Regions from separate parts of the Sus scrofa genome. Here region 2 is linked to region 1. A link is a contact called in public HiChIP or PLAC-seq data. All regions are on one chromosome and are shown on one strand. Each heading gives the region's core, a stretch centred on a gene start, on an enhancer-like site or on the middle of the called end of the contact. The rest is flanking DNA. Distances are from core to core; before and after follow the strand shown.

What was found. HiChIP or PLAC-seq counts read pairs in DNA pulled down with a chosen protein or histone mark.
Region 2: an H3K27ac HiChIP or PLAC-seq map of alveolar macrophages shows a contact between it and region 1. The contact joins the promoter of LOC100624067 here to the enhancer-like site in region 1. A contact is called at or near these places in 3 of 5 promoter capture datasets (fetal liver and liver), 20 of 47 Hi-C or Micro-C datasets (adipose tissue, blood, brain and 9 more) and 2 of 2 datasets of contacts at active chromatin or transcription factors (alveolar macrophages and skeletal muscle).

Annotation. Positions count from the first base shown.
Region 1 is chr6:2,965,537-2,968,278 of Sscrofa11.1, forward strand. No RefSeq gene overlaps it. Among named protein-coding and RNA genes, the nearest start is that of IRF8, 94 kb to the right of the region's middle. Within about 2 kb of position 1,490, at least 4 of the 83 cell types and tissues checked have an H3K27ac peak or open chromatin away from gene starts, as enhancers often do. A contact at or near this core is called in alveolar macrophages, where this site is marked.
Region 2 is chr6:3,136,314-3,139,013 of Sscrofa11.1, forward strand. LOC100624067 (cytochrome c oxidase subunit 4 isoform 1, mitochondrial) reads right to left here and starts at 1,306. Exons shown (of 5, transcript XM_021093705.1): 1 at 1,149-1,306; 2 at 1-15. The coding sequence starts at 14. EMC8 (ER membrane protein complex subunit 8) reads left to right here and starts at 1,317. Exons shown (of 5, transcript XM_003481777.4): 1 at 1,317-1,854. The coding sequence starts at 1,624.

The sequences.
Region 1 (2,742 bases), core at 240-2,739:
AAGTTGCAGGGGGTCACGCTGCCCCTCTCACAGGGTCCTCTAGGTATTTACAGCTGGTATAAACGCCTGCCGCTGTGCGGAGGTACTTAGATGGTTGTGACTTTGCTATACCTGTGTTTATGAGCCATTTCCCTGCACTGCCTGTGGTGTCTGGTCCTCAAGACCCACGGTCCCTGTGCCCCAAGACTGAGCTCCGTGGAGCAGCCCCGCCAGCCCCGCCAGCCCTGCCACCCTGCATGCCGGCTGCCGGCTCTGGGTCTACATGGCTCCATGTGCAAACTATGCTTTCAGCTTCATTGCTTCGTGGCTTAGCGATGAGTGAATGAAACTTGAAACATACAGCCCCCTGGGCGGAACGGGATGAGGAGGACAAGCTTGGGCATAGAGGGAAGACCAACTGTCATCACCCTTAGGACTGGAAAGCCAGAAATTAGCAGAACAGGGGGTTAGTGAGATTCTGGAGGCAGAGGGGCCCGGGTTCAAATCCTACCTCTGTTCCCCACTTACTGTGCGCCCCCCACCCCCCCGCCAAGGTGCCTACTTCTGGGACCCTTTGGTGGTTCACGATTTGTCCCACGTGGGTTGTTTGGGAGGGTCAAATAGGATGACATATGAACAGCACCGGCACGTGGCTAAATGATCACTACACGTGCTTGTAAAGATGAGCAGACGAACAGGGAGCATCCAGGCCGGTACCTGTTACCGTCATTTGGGGCTTAACAACACGAGCGCCAGAACCCGAGCTCCTGGGAGAAATGGCTGCTTCCAGGCTGGGCAGAGGATGTCAAGGTCAGCCCAGAACAAGTCCTCGGGGCCTGGAGGAGAAGCATTTCTGGGTTGTTCTTTGTGTGTTGCTCCCTCGGCTTCCCGCTCCAGCCCTACCCAGTGGTAGCAACCCTGTACCCGTCTGTGAGGCTCTGAGAGTGAAGTCATTTGCCCAGAGTCCACACAAGAATTTGGCAGAACCAGGATTTGAACACAAAAATATCTAACTAACTTCCTACTAACCCAGGGAGACTCCATCCACGTTTTCTCACCAGGGATTTCTGCAGGAATCTTTAGCTGGAGCAACATCATCCCTCAAGTACCTTAGAATAAGTTTCCGCCTCACAATTCCAAATTACCCGCAATGCATGTGGGGTGTGTGTGTGTGTGTGTGTGTGTGTGTGTGTGTGTGTGTGTGGTGTGTGTGTGTGTGTGTGTGTGTGTGTGTGTGTATGCATTTCAGGAGTCTGGTCCTTTTGGCTGTATGACACTGGGGCAGTTGCACCCTCTCTCTGGCAAGGCTAGAAACATCTCTGGACAGAGTCACTCTGCTACCATGTTGCATCTGGAAGAACAAAAACTGAGCCCTGGAACGTGGATTGCAAAAGCTCTAGCCTGGGGCCTCCCCAGGTCCCACTTCAGAAGGCGAGGGTCCCTGAGGCTGTGCCAACCCAGTGTTCAACAGCGACACCATGTGGTCACCACCAGAGCAGCAGCTGTAACGGGCGGGGTGTCGGACGTGCTCCCAGCCTCCCTCCACCCGCGGTGTGCAGGCAGCCTGACCTCCACCTTGTGCCGAGAAGGTTCCGCAGCTCGTGGACAAGAGGGAGGGGGTCTTGAAGAGGTGATGCTAGACTTGGAGCAAACGGGGACACATTGAACGCGAGTGGTTACTTTCTTAACAATGCAATGAGGTCATATTTGACCTCCAACTTGGGGAAAGCTGGGCAGACCGGTTATATTTCACAGCCTCCACGGTTGCTTTTTGGAAAACACAGCCCTAGGATCCTAATATCGAATATCTGTCAATGAGAAAAGGATATTTGATTTGCAAACATTTGATGAAGGGGAAATTCCAGGGGCAAGCAGGGAGGCGGGTTGGCTTCTGGAGCCACTTGCCCAGCGCCGGCTCCGACCGCTTCCTCTTATTCTTCTGTGTGCGTGAGTTCCCCAGAGGGTCTTTCCTTGCCTGACCCTGCCGTGTTCTCACATTGTTCTGTTTTTCTGACAACAGCTGGTTGCCAAGGAACCACTGGGGAGCCCAAAGTCAGATCCGTGTCTCCCCTGCAGGGAAATTCAGCCCTTACTCATCCCTCCATCCACCGCCGCCTCCGGCGGGACCTCAGAAAGCTCTGCCAAACCCCAAGCAAGGAATCCCCTCCCTCCCGCCAGGACCTTCCCCCAGGGGCGAGCGCAGCTGAAAGCAGGAAGCAAGGCTGGGATGAGAGAGCCAGGGCAGCAGGGCCAAGACAGCCCAAGAGCTGTGTCACCCGACCCTTCCTCAATTCAGTGCCAGCGTTTCGCCCAAGTGTCACACACAGAAGAGAAAGCAGCCAAAGCACCCTTTCCACCTGCTTCTGGTTCCTCCCTGCCTCCCATGCCCAGAAAGGTAACTGCTCTCCTGACGTCCAGCAGCAGACGCGCTCCCCTGCCGCTGCAGTGGATGTAAGTGGAATCACGCGTCGTGCACTCTTTGGAACCTGGACCACGTTTTAAACATGATGCTGGTGGAAGCCACACGTGCCGTGGCCTGTGGCAGACGTGCTCGCTCCCACTGCCCAGCCCGCTGTCTGCACAGCCTCGAGCCTGCTCCTCCATGCACTCCTGCCGGGCGTCGGGGTGGTTCCCAGCTTTGAAGTGAGCGATGTCGCTGGGAGCGTGCTGGTCCCTGTCTCTGGGTGAACTTAGCTTCGCGTTTCTCCTGCGTATCTTCTCAGGATCAGAGATGCTGTATCTAGCTGCCATTGCCAAACGTTT
Region 2 (2,700 bases), core at 56-2,555, 170 kb after region 1:
CTGGTAGCCAACATCCTGAAAGATAAAAATGTACCCTTTCTATGAATGAGAGTAAACACCTACCAGGCAAGAGTCTCCTTTTTGCCCCAGTGCATTTTGGGAGTCACTGGAGTTCCTTTTTTTCTTCCCAACATAACTGATCTCTCAATTCACACCTAGGATGAGGTTTGTTTTTTTTCTTTTCTCGGCAGTCAACACGCCTTAGTGGAGCTGCGTTATAAACCAAGCACTGTAACATGTACACACTTTAAGCAATTCGTAGAACAGTGGCTTTCTTAAAAAGCAAAGAGAAAAAAAAAATTTAAAGGAGACTCTGAAAAAGACAGAATCCGCTCCCCTTTGTGGGCCCCATTGTTTAGAGAGAAAAGATAAATAGGTCAAAGGGACTGTGACAGGCACTGCGTTCACCGTTTGGTTAAAAACCCCATAGGTGCAATCAACAGAAAAGCGAAACCTGGAAGAAAGGCTGCAAGCAGGGTCCCCGTGCATTTCCAATCCCTGCAGGACCATAAATGCCCTGGATGACTCACCTCTCACCTGCACCTTTCCTGAATCTAGCCCATTTCCCCTACCTACCGGTCCCTTAGAACTGCACCTTTCAAGGGACTGTTAACAATGAAAAGGACCTCGAATGACTTCCAAAAATACCCATCACAGGCAGAATAAAGAGAAGCATGACGTCAGGATCGAACTGGCTCCCGTCTCCCACAGTTTCTCCCAGGGCCTGGCCCGCGCGTGGGCGGATGCTGAGCGCCTTCCAGGCCGGGAAGCCGAGCCCCTTCTCCGGAGCACCGTTCTGCCCGGAGCGGTGGCAAAGCTCCGTCTAATCGGGTGGCCGGGAGGCCGCAAGGCGACCTGCCCTCGGGCCGGCGCCCGCGGCCAGCGGACGCTCAAGGTCAGAGCCGGAAGCCAGCCCGCGGCCGCGACAAGTAAAGCGGCGATGGGCCGGGTGCTTCTGGCCGGCACATAGGCTGCGACACGGCAGCCCCCGAGACCAGAGCCCCCGCAGGCCGACCTCAATGTCACCGGGATCCGAGGCCCAGCCGCCGATTCCTGCTGGCGCCGGGCGGCGAGCACGCAAACCCGAGGGTTCCCGGCGCCCGACCCGCCAGCGCCTCGTAGCGTGAACCGGCCGCCGCCCGCCTCACCTGCCTCGGTCGCTCAGCACTGCCTCGGCGCCTGTCGCGACCGCCCTCTACGCCCCGGCTGCCCGCGACCGGAAGAGAGCGCGACCCTGCCGCGGAGCACCACGGGATCGAGAGGGGACTCCACCCCGCGCCCGGCCGCGCCGAAGGTCACAGGACCGGAAGTGGAGAGGGCCGCGAACGTCGTAAAACGCCGGGCCGGGGTGCTTTCCGGCGGACAGTGGGGGACCGCTTTCCGGCGGCGCGGGCGAGAAGAGCGACTGGAGGCTGAGGCGGGCGAGTTGGTTTCTACCCGGCGGGAGCCAGCGTCCGAGGAACCGGAACCGAGTGGGGCCGGGCCTGCGGAGGTCTCCAGAGCCGCGAGCCCGCGCCGGGCAGCCGCTGCCTCGTCCTGCTTCTCCCCTGAGGCGCCGCGCGGCTGGGAGGCGGATCCAGGCCTCGGCCGGCGCCGGGCCTTCGGGGCCCTCCCGGGCTCAGCATGCCCGGGGTGAAGCTGACCACCCAGGCTTACTGCAAGATGGTGCTCCACGGCGCCAAGTACCCGCACTGCGCCGTCAACGGACTGCTGGTGGCCGAGAAGCAGAAGCCACGCAAGGAACACCTCCCCCTGGGCGGCCCTGGCGCCCACCACACCCTCTTCGTGGACTGTATCCCCCTTTTCCACGGCACCCTGGCCCTCGCCCCAATGCTGGAGGTGGCCCTCACCCTGGTAAGCGTGGGAAGGGGCCTGCCTCGGAATCAGCGGGACAGGAGACGGGCTGGCGATTGGCTTCCGAGCAGTCCTAGCTGGAAGCTCACAGTGGTCCGGCCGGAGTCCAGACCCGCCCCCGAGGTCGCCGTGACCATGAACGGAGGACCCGCGAAGGCAGATAGGTTTTCCCTGCATTTAGCACGCGCCCGGTAGGCGGCCGCTAGCAGTAGCCGCAGCCAAGGGAGATGCCGTAACCGTCCTGGGTGGCATTAGAGGCGCTTTGGGCGACAAGTAGTACATTAATTTTCTCAAGCCAGTAGCTTTTATAGAAGCAAGCTGTCATTAACTGAGTAATGATTCGATAGCGTTTGTAGTTGGGATTTTGAGTTGCCGGAAGTTTTGACGCTGCGGTTTGGCTCTTGAGCAGCTTCACGTGTAGGGATCCGTGTCTGGCGTGTGCATAAAGATTGTGATTCCTCCGATGTTACTGCCCCAGACTCCCAGGATGGAGACACGCTTAGAAAGGCAGCGTTGGCATCATGGGCACTGTTGCCCTAGAATGCACGTGAGGACTCTGTAAGAAGAGGTTGTCTGTCCCCCTTAGTGACAGCTAGAGTAACTGGTGGTTTTAAAAGCTGGAGCTGATGTGCCTGCCGGCCAGCACATTTCTGTGTGTCTGCTTAGGACTGCTTCATTGAAGTACAGTGGGAAAAGATGTGTCAGACAGACAGACAGACTGGCTGGTCATTGAATCCTAGGCAGTAGCCTTCCCGGAAAAAAGCCCATCTACAAATTTGAGTTAAAACCTTAGGGAGAAATAAACTGGCCTCAAACCTCCCGCAGTACCTGCGTTGAAGTATGGTT